Regions from separate parts of the Mus musculus genome. Here all the other regions are linked to region 3. Evidence: chromatin contacts called from public Hi-C data. All regions are on one chromosome and are shown on one strand. The core of a region is the stretch at or near the end of the contact, and the rest is flanking DNA. Distances in the headings are between cores, read along the strand shown.

Region 1 (2,755 bases), core at 200-2,699, 720 kb after region 3:
ACCTCATACTGGATTGGAACTGGAATGAAACATCTGCGGTGCTGGATAGCTTTCATAGGTACTATGCACATTGCTGTGGAAGAACATCTAGAGTTCTTCCTAGTTGTAGACTCCATGAGCTACAATGATGACCTTCTTATCAAGGTATGTCCATTGGTGCAATAGTGGTATGAGCAAGATGGGACTAAGCAGCTGCTTTCAGATTAGATTTGAGGTCTGTTCTGCAGAAGGGAATTCATGCCTGGTTAAGGGAATGTATGTGACTGGGAAGGTTACAGGCCCTAAATAAAAACCAATTACTGTTGTTTTGCTATGGTCTCAAACTCCCTTCTAAAATATGTTTATACTTATAGATTCATACAGGTCTCATGTCTTCATAATTTGTTTTTTCTTTTTTGCAGTAGGTGACAGTTAAGCCAGAGACTCATAACTGGTCAAAGTGTGGTGAATAAAAATCCATGCTGTGCTTGGTCATAAAAGAAACAGTTATATCGTACATACTCAGGGTTCAAGACTAAAAATATATCTACAGCACTCACCATCAGGCTAATCCATAAAAGGGGGGGGGTAGGTAGAAAAATTTAAGAGCCAAGGTTAGGGACGAGTATTGTCAAACAGTGTTTTCTGGACATGACATGGACATTACATCTACAACATGTTACATTTACAAGCTTGGTTACTTATCTGCATAAGAATCAAACCTGTCATATTTTTATCAAGCAATGGGTGGGAGTTCGTGAAGCACGTATCTCACTAAGAGACTATGGGCAGGTAATGGTTGCCTAGAAGAGCGGGTGATTTTTCCTCAGTGGTATAACCCCTGATAAGTTGCCCACGTTCTAGTAGATAACCTCCCACCCACGCTCATCTGTAAGCCAACAGTGAGCACAAACAATTAAGCACACCCCAGACACCCCTACAGGAGGAGAGGGCTTCTTGAGAAGAAGGGCTTCTGCAGGAGAAAGGTGGATGGGAGAGTGTAGTGGGTGCATTTGTGAAAATGACTCCAGATTCGGTACATGCATGTATAAAATTCACAAAGAAGGGAGGAGGCAGATTTATAAGTTGTAAACATTTTAAACGAACTTAAGGTTTTATATGCCTTTTGCATTTCCCGACTGTCTTTTTCTGAAATACTGAACTCTCTTTGGGACTAAGAGGCCTTGATCCTCACGTTCAGAAGCCTGCCCAGATTGCTCTTTCTCTAAAGGAACAATGAGATTAAGCTCCCTAGTTAAGAACCAGCTGTACCAGGGGTGATTAAATCTGTCTGGATTCCATGTGGCCCGTCTCTCAGGACATTTCTGAAGCTTGTGTGGCTTTCTCCCCCACCCAGCTGTAATTGTTTTTCAGCAGATAAAAATTGCTCTGTAGATTTGCCCTGTTCTGCTGGGATGAAGTAATGAAAAGAGACAGTTTCAGCTGCCCAGATGATTGGCTCTCGAGTCTGGCTCGAAAAGCTCAGCACTGCCTGTGTTTTCCAAGTCGAGAGTTTGTTAACTGGTCAGCTGGTCACCTATGTGATTGGCCAAGTAAGCTTCTTCTGCACTCTGTTTTATACCTGCCATGTGTAGACGCGCGTATCTTCCCGCTACTAGGCAAAGTGGCAAGAGGTGAATCAAAGTGGCAAGAGAGGACTGCAATATAGGGGCTCCTTATTTCAAGTCTTTGTGACAGTCACAGGGACTCCCCAGCTCTCCTCTCTCACAGGCTCAGATTGTCTCCTCGTATCAAAGAGTATCTAATCTAGTAACACTCACTTTAATTTATCTCAAAGCGTCATGTTGTTTATTTTGAATACATAATTTTTTTTTTTCCTGGAGTGCCTTCTTCCATTTGGAGCACTCCTATCTATCTACTTAAATTCATCTCAAAAGCATATGACAGCTTACACTTGCTGTTTGCCTCTCACAGGGGGACTTTAAGCCTTCGCTTACATACAGTCCACCAGCATCAACATTGTTAGGGAGCTCTTTAGTGAGGCCAGTTCTCAGGATCCAACCCTGGACCAGGATCTAGGGGGTGGGGCAGTGTCTTCTTCCCACAAATGCTCCAGGCAAGTCTGTACCACTTGCAGATTTGAGAAGCAGCATCTGAAAGTGAGGGTGGCAAACTGCCCCGTCAGGTAGTCGATGATATTCTCGATATTTCTGTTTTGCAGCTGAGTTCCTTATTCAGGCATGGGGACACTGAGTTACATACCCAAAGCACATCAGTTTACTATTGGATGCATTCCTCGCTTGGAATGATCTTTTCTCTCTTTAGTAATTCCTTTGCTCTCTGCATTCCTCTGTGGCGTTGCCCAGCACGCTGTATCTAATTTCCCTTTTCCCATTATAGTGTATGTGAAGAGATGTAAGTGTCCAACAGACCCAGGAACAGTGAGACCTTCCAGGCCAGAGATAATGCAAGGCATTTTTTTTTCAACCTCACACATGACTTGGGACAGATGCTCATGAAATTTTTTTTAATAAAAATGTTATAAAAGAATCAACACCAAGTTTCATAAACACTGTGATGCAATAAAGTTGGTTTGAGATTGCCTTTAATGTCCCCTAAGAAGTTAAGATGTAAAGATCCATCATGCCCATTTCATCACCTTCTGGGAATGTTTGTGAGGAAAACTGGAATAGCCTCTGCCTTTATTAAATGCAGGGTTAGAGTGGCTATAATTCATCTCAACACCCACTGACTATAATCAGTATTTATTATGTGCGAAATACTGTGAAAGCTGAGGGGCAGATTTAATTTGCTT
Region 2 (2,700 bases), core at 72-2,571, 680 kb after region 3:
GACTCTAGCTGCATATGTATCAAAAGATGGCCTAGTCGGCCATCACTGCAAAGAGAGGCCCATTGGACTTGCAAACTTTATATGCCCCAGTACAGGGGAACAGCAGGGCCAAAAAGGGGGAGTGGGTGGGGTAGGGGAGTCGGGGGGAGGGTATGGGGGACTTTTGGGATAGCATTGGAAATGTAAATGAGGAAAATACCTAATAAAAATATAAAAAAATACCATTAAAAGGTTGGAAAGACAAGCTGCATCCTGGAAGAAAATAATCTGCTAAAGTGTAATAAATAAAATGATTTGGGTGTTGAATGGGCTCTGGAGAAGATGTTTGGTGACAGATAAACTTTTAGGGAGAAAATCAGTTCAGTGTTACTAAATAAATACTAGGAAAAACCATTTAAAACCATCATGAGATGCATTAATATACTTATTAAAATATGTAAGATAAAAATTAAAATAGCAAACACACACACTTATTACTAAGAGGTGGCAAAGCTGCAGAGCAAATTCCTGGCCAGGAAGAGTATAAAATAGAATAGCCCATTTGAAAGGCAGCTTAGTGGCTTCTTAGAAAGTCAAACATACTCATACCAACCAAGTGATTCAGCAAGTCTATTCCTAGGTACTTACTGGAGTAAATTGAATACTTCTGTTCACACGCACAAAACTGTACTCAAATATTTATAGCAGTTTTACTCATAATCACCCCAAATTGGAAACTACCCAGATGTCCATCAACTAATGAATGGATAAACACACTAGACTTTCACACAATGAAATACCATTCGGCAGAAAAATGAGAGGAACAATTGATTAGTGATTCACAGAATAATATGGTTGTATCTGAAATGCAGTTTGCTAAGTGATAGAAGCCAGACTCAAAGGGTTACACATTGTATGATTCTGTTTATATATCATTCTAGCAAAGATGAAATTAGGGGGAGAGTAGTTAATGTTTGGAGGTGAAAAGAAAGGTTGAATATAAAGAAGGAATTAGGGTACTTATGCAACTATTCTGTATGGTTTTGGGTTGATCAAAACCTATACAATTGTAAAACACAATCAATGCCTGGACTACTCAGCTAAATGAAACACACTCTTTCTCCTAGACTGAGGGATCATCTCAGAAAGTGTGTGTGTGTGTGTGTGTGTGTGTGTGTGTGTGTGTGTGTGTGCGCGCGCGCGCTTGTGCGTGTGCACACATGCATGCGCATGTTGTAAGATTGTAAGAGCCAGAGGCTGGGGAAAGACTGGGGTTGAGCAGTCTCTTCTGGACAGGATGGGGTTTTGTACTCATGTATTCACAACAGCTGTGGTTTTCTGTACAAGACTTGCACAAGATCAAGCCAGTCAATAGTTCAGTAATGGATGACCAAAGAACACATAACTGAGGAACTACTGATAGTTGATCTCCTCTTGGGGGAGGGAGAGTCAGTTTTATTTAGGGGTGTGGCACTTGTAAGGGTGACTATGCCCCAGAGGATTGCCCACATCTATGTATGTCTGTGTAGTAATAATTAGCCTTGGTGGCTTTGAAGAAAGAAAGAAAGAAAGAAAGAGAGAGAGAGAGAGAGAGAGAGAGAGAGAGAGGGAGGGAGAGGGAGAAGGAGAGGGAGGAAGGAAGGAAGGAAGGAAGGAAGGAAGGAAGAAAGAAAGAAAGGAGGCACAAAGTTGGGGGAGGATGATGAAGGAATCAAGGAGAGATTGGAGGGGAGTGTAGGTGAGTGTGATGGAAATACATTGTAACCATGTATACACTCTTAATGAATAAAGAAAACCATTGTATCAAAACCACACAAACCATAACCTCATCCTATGAAGAGTTTTAAAGTCTTTCAGGACCCAAGTGTCCTTGCGATGAAATACAGACTGTTAGAAATTAACCTACTTTATTATTGATGAAAACTAAAGTACACAGCACGAGGTGGGACCCACAGAGCTGACTCTGAGCGGAAACAGGACAAAAAGAACCACACCCAAGCACTGCACAGGATAAGTTTCTTTCCCACAGGACAGTAAGTTAGTAACTCTGAAACTAGGGTTGACTAAGAAATGTAACCAAGAAAACTTTGAACACCAGGTTGGGAAACTAAATAAAGTAGAAGAAAATTGAGGATCTCTTAAAGCTAACATCCTTTCTTTCCATTTTGTTTCATTTGTAACCACTCTCATGAGGCTTGAGCATTTTTATTTCCAAACTCAGCATGCTGCTATTTATACATTAGCTCCTGAGCTGTGCTATGAACCGACTTTAGGATGATAGGTGATCATCATTTCTGCAAAAATAAGAAAACCTGACCTGGCCACTAGTGGGAATTGAGTACAGATGGCCATGATGGCACTTTGAGCCTTGGCAGTGGCTAGTGATTGGCCAGGCTGGACTGCCTGCCTTAGGTTACACCCATCTTTCCTCCTCTGCTCGGGCCTTTCCATTCTTCTTGGATGTGTTTATTAAAGCAGCTTCTTACTGTTCATCCTGTGATGACCAGAAGCAGAGTGGTGTCTGACCCAAGGGGCAGGAAATAGTGGTGACTAGTAAGAACGGCTCTTCTGGATGGCTCTAGGTGCAGAGGTACCGGTGCTAATCCCGACTTAGCTGAATTAAAGGAACAATTCTGTTATAGGTACCTGAATGGAGGAAGGGAGGCAAGCAGCCTACACTGCAGCTCCAGAAAAATGTGATGCTTACAAGCTGCAGATTAA
Region 3 (2,700 bases), core at 56-2,555:
AAATTATTACATTATAGTATAATAAATTATATAATATAAATATAGTGTTATATAATATTATATATTAATTATATTATACTATATATATATATATATATATATATATATATATATATATTATATAATCCTGGTTTTGTAGACCAGGCTGGCCTTGAACTCAGAGATCTTCTTGCTTTTTCCTCCAAAAGTGTTGGGATTAAAGGCACGTGCCACCACAAGTGACTATTTATTGGTCCTTCCTTCCTTCCTTCCTTCCTTCCTTCCTTCCTTCCTTCCTTTCTTCCTTCCTTTCTTCCTTCTAGACAAGATCTCACTACACAGCCCAGGCTGGCCAGGTACTTACTGTGTAGCCCTGGCTACCTTTGAAGGACCAGCCTTATTCTCCTAAATTTTGGAATTACAGGCATGAGTCACTACACCTGGCCTGTGGGAACATGAACATGAGACAGTCCAATTATCTATTATACTAGGCTAGAATTCCTCGCTTAATGGTTGCTATGGCTGAGTTTCTCTCTAAAATGTATTTTGAAACTAAGTCCTCAGTGCAGTGGAGTTGCGAAGTCGGGTATAATGGGAAGTGTTTGAGTCACAAAGAAGGGGGCACTGATTGATGCAGCTCTACCGGTCCATGGGCGTGGGCTCTCTCTCTTCCACTCTATTGCCACATGAAGAATAGCATTTTCTACCTCTGGAAGATGTCGGATTCCAGGCTCCAATGTTGAAGTCAATATTTGACCCTTACCAGAAGCTAAACCTGCACGCATTTTGGTCTTGTATTATTATACGTTTATTGTTTGCAAATTACCCAGACTGTGGTATTCGTTATAGCAGCAGGAAATGGCTAAGTACGTAAGTGTCAAACAACTTAAGGAAGTCCTTCATCAGCTCTTCTGGGCCTATTTTCTCATCTGAAAATTGGGCATAAATATGCCATGCTCAGAGGAAGGCTAGGAACATATATATCTCCAAATTCTGGACACAGCCTAGCACAAAGCCAAAGTTCAAAAACTGCCTCTTTCTTCTCCTTTCCTATACAATTTTCAAAATCTAAAAGTTTTCCCCTGTTGATTTTTGAGTATCTTTTGAAATAAAGCTCTCTTCATGACTGACAGGCAGTATGACTGCAGGCATCCGAGGGGATGAAGTTTTCCTGTGGGATGGAAAGAGGCACAGATGTTAGGCATCACTGAACAAAGAGCCGCATGAAGGAAGCTAGGGAGTGACTCACAAGCTACGGTGCCCAGCATGCCCCACAGCAGCTGCCCTGCACTGGTCTAGGCTGGACCGGGGCTTTCAGAGCCGGAAGGGGTGCTGTGACTGAGTCAGCACCTGCTAATAAAAGAGAGCAGGCGCTGTGAGTGACTCAGAGCAGTAGTACATTTGACTAAGATATGCTTTTTAGAGGGGTGCAAACGGGGCAGATGTTCTCTTGCCAGGACTGTGTGATATCTGGGGTAAGGTGCTTTGTAGTTAAGTGGATACCATCTTGAAGAAATGCCAAGGGCAGACAGTTGTGCAGGCTTTTGAGGCAGCAGAATGGAGAGACCTTCAGGCACTCAGCATAGCTAGTTTTTATACCTCCCGTGTCTTGACAGAAGACATATATTTACAGAAGACCATAAGAGAAGAGACAAGTGCCTTAATGGCTGAGAGAAATAACAGAGAAGGAAAACCCAGTGGTGGTTGAGAGAAGGGACTATACGATGAAACCATGCCAGAAAGCTGTGCTGGAGGCGATTCTTGAAATTGGACCAAAAAAACCCGGATTCCTGGCAGATTCTATGTTAATTTTTTATATTAAGAAGTACAACAAACATACATCTATGAGAGTTTCACAGAGAATTTAAAGTGGTTCTTCACTTAATCATTTCTTAAAGTAACTGCGGGTTAAGCTGCTGAGTTAACCCTTCCTAGATTTGAAATCACCTGGGAGACACATTTGGGTGTGTCTGTGGGTTTATTTCCAGACAGATTTCCTGAGGAGGGAAGACACAGCCTAGATTCAGGAAGCATGATCCCCTGGACTGATTAAAAAGGAAAAATGGAGACAGCAGGCTTAGTGACAGCGTTCATCTCTCCCCTGACTGTAGACACACCTGTCTTCTGCTACAGCTACCATGATTTCCTCACCAGAATGGTTTCACTTCAAACAGTGGCCCAAAATAAGCCCTTCCTTTGTTAAGGTGCTTTTCTTAGCTGTTCTCACAGAGACAAGAAAGAAACATAGTAACCTGGACTCACAATTTAGGGGTGCAGAGCCTAGTAAATCCCAGCAGAGCCTCTGTCCAGCACCAGGGTTATCTAACCTTGGATGGTAAGATGTAACCACCTTTAAGAAGCAAAGACAGCCGGGCAGTGGTGGCGCACGCCTTTAATCCCAGCACTCAGGAGGCAGAGGCAGGCGGATTTCTGAGTTCGAGACAAGCCTCGTCTATGAAGTGAGTTCCAGGACAGCCAGGGCTACACAGAGAAACCCTGTCTTGAAAAAAACCCCAAAAAACAAAAACAAAAACAAAAAAACCCCACAAAACAAACAAACAAACAAACAAAAAAAAACAAAGACAGATTTGAAAGGACGCTTTGATAACACCTTGTTACTGTTCTATTGCTGTGAAGAGACACATGACCAAGACAACTTATAAAGGAAGGCGTTTAGTTGGGGTTGGCTTACAGTTTCAGAGGGTGAGTCCATGCTCATCA

Evidence for each region. Hi-C and Micro-C count contacts between places; a contact is called where the count stands out from the background.
Region 1: a Hi-C map of the N1E-115 cell line shows a contact between it and region 3, with 5 times the contacts expected there. The contact joins two enhancer-like sites. A contact is called at or near these places in 1 of 15 datasets of contacts at CTCF or cohesin (the NIH/3T3 cell line), 2 of 484 Hi-C or Micro-C datasets (the N1E-115 cell line and nephron progenitors), 1 of 115 datasets of contacts at active chromatin or transcription factors (embryonic stem cells) and 1 of 9 other capture datasets (embryonic stem cells).
Region 2: a Hi-C map of pancreatic cancer cells shows a contact between it and region 3, with 3 times the contacts expected there. The contact joins two enhancer-like sites. A contact is called at or near these places in 1 of 484 Hi-C or Micro-C datasets (pancreatic cancer cells) and 1 of 115 datasets of contacts at active chromatin or transcription factors (stem cell-derived neural progenitor cells).

What each region holds. Positions count from the first base shown.
Region 1 is chr3:65,204,450-65,207,204 of GRCm38.p6, reverse strand. The region is part of intron 1 of Kcnab1 (potassium voltage-gated channel, shaker-related subfamily, beta member 1); the gene reads right to left. The region is part of intron 3 of A330015K06Rik (RIKEN cDNA A330015K06 gene); the gene reads left to right. Among named protein-coding and RNA genes, the nearest start is that of Gm52605, 70 kb to the left of the region's middle. Within about 2 kb of position 1,449, at least 17 of the 459 cell types and tissues checked have an H3K27ac peak or open chromatin away from gene starts, as enhancers often do. A contact at or near this core is called in the N1E-115 cell line, where this site is marked.
Region 2 is chr3:65,242,097-65,244,796 of GRCm38.p6, reverse strand. All of the region lies in intron 1 of Kcnab1 (potassium voltage-gated channel, shaker-related subfamily, beta member 1), which reads right to left. All of the region lies in intron 3 of A330015K06Rik (RIKEN cDNA A330015K06 gene), which reads left to right. Among named protein-coding and RNA genes, the nearest start is that of Gm52605, 33 kb to the left of the region's middle. Within about 2 kb of position 1,321, at least 2 of the 459 cell types and tissues checked have an H3K27ac peak or open chromatin away from gene starts, as enhancers often do. A contact at or near this core is called in pancreatic cancer cells, where this site is marked.
Region 3 is chr3:65,921,261-65,923,960 of GRCm38.p6, reverse strand. No RefSeq gene overlaps it. Among named protein-coding and RNA genes, the nearest start is that of Gm35039, 5.7 kb to the left of the region's middle. Within about 2 kb of position 1,305, at least 98 of the 459 cell types and tissues checked have an H3K27ac peak or open chromatin away from gene starts, as enhancers often do. A contact at or near this core is called in the N1E-115 cell line and pancreatic cancer cells, where this site is marked.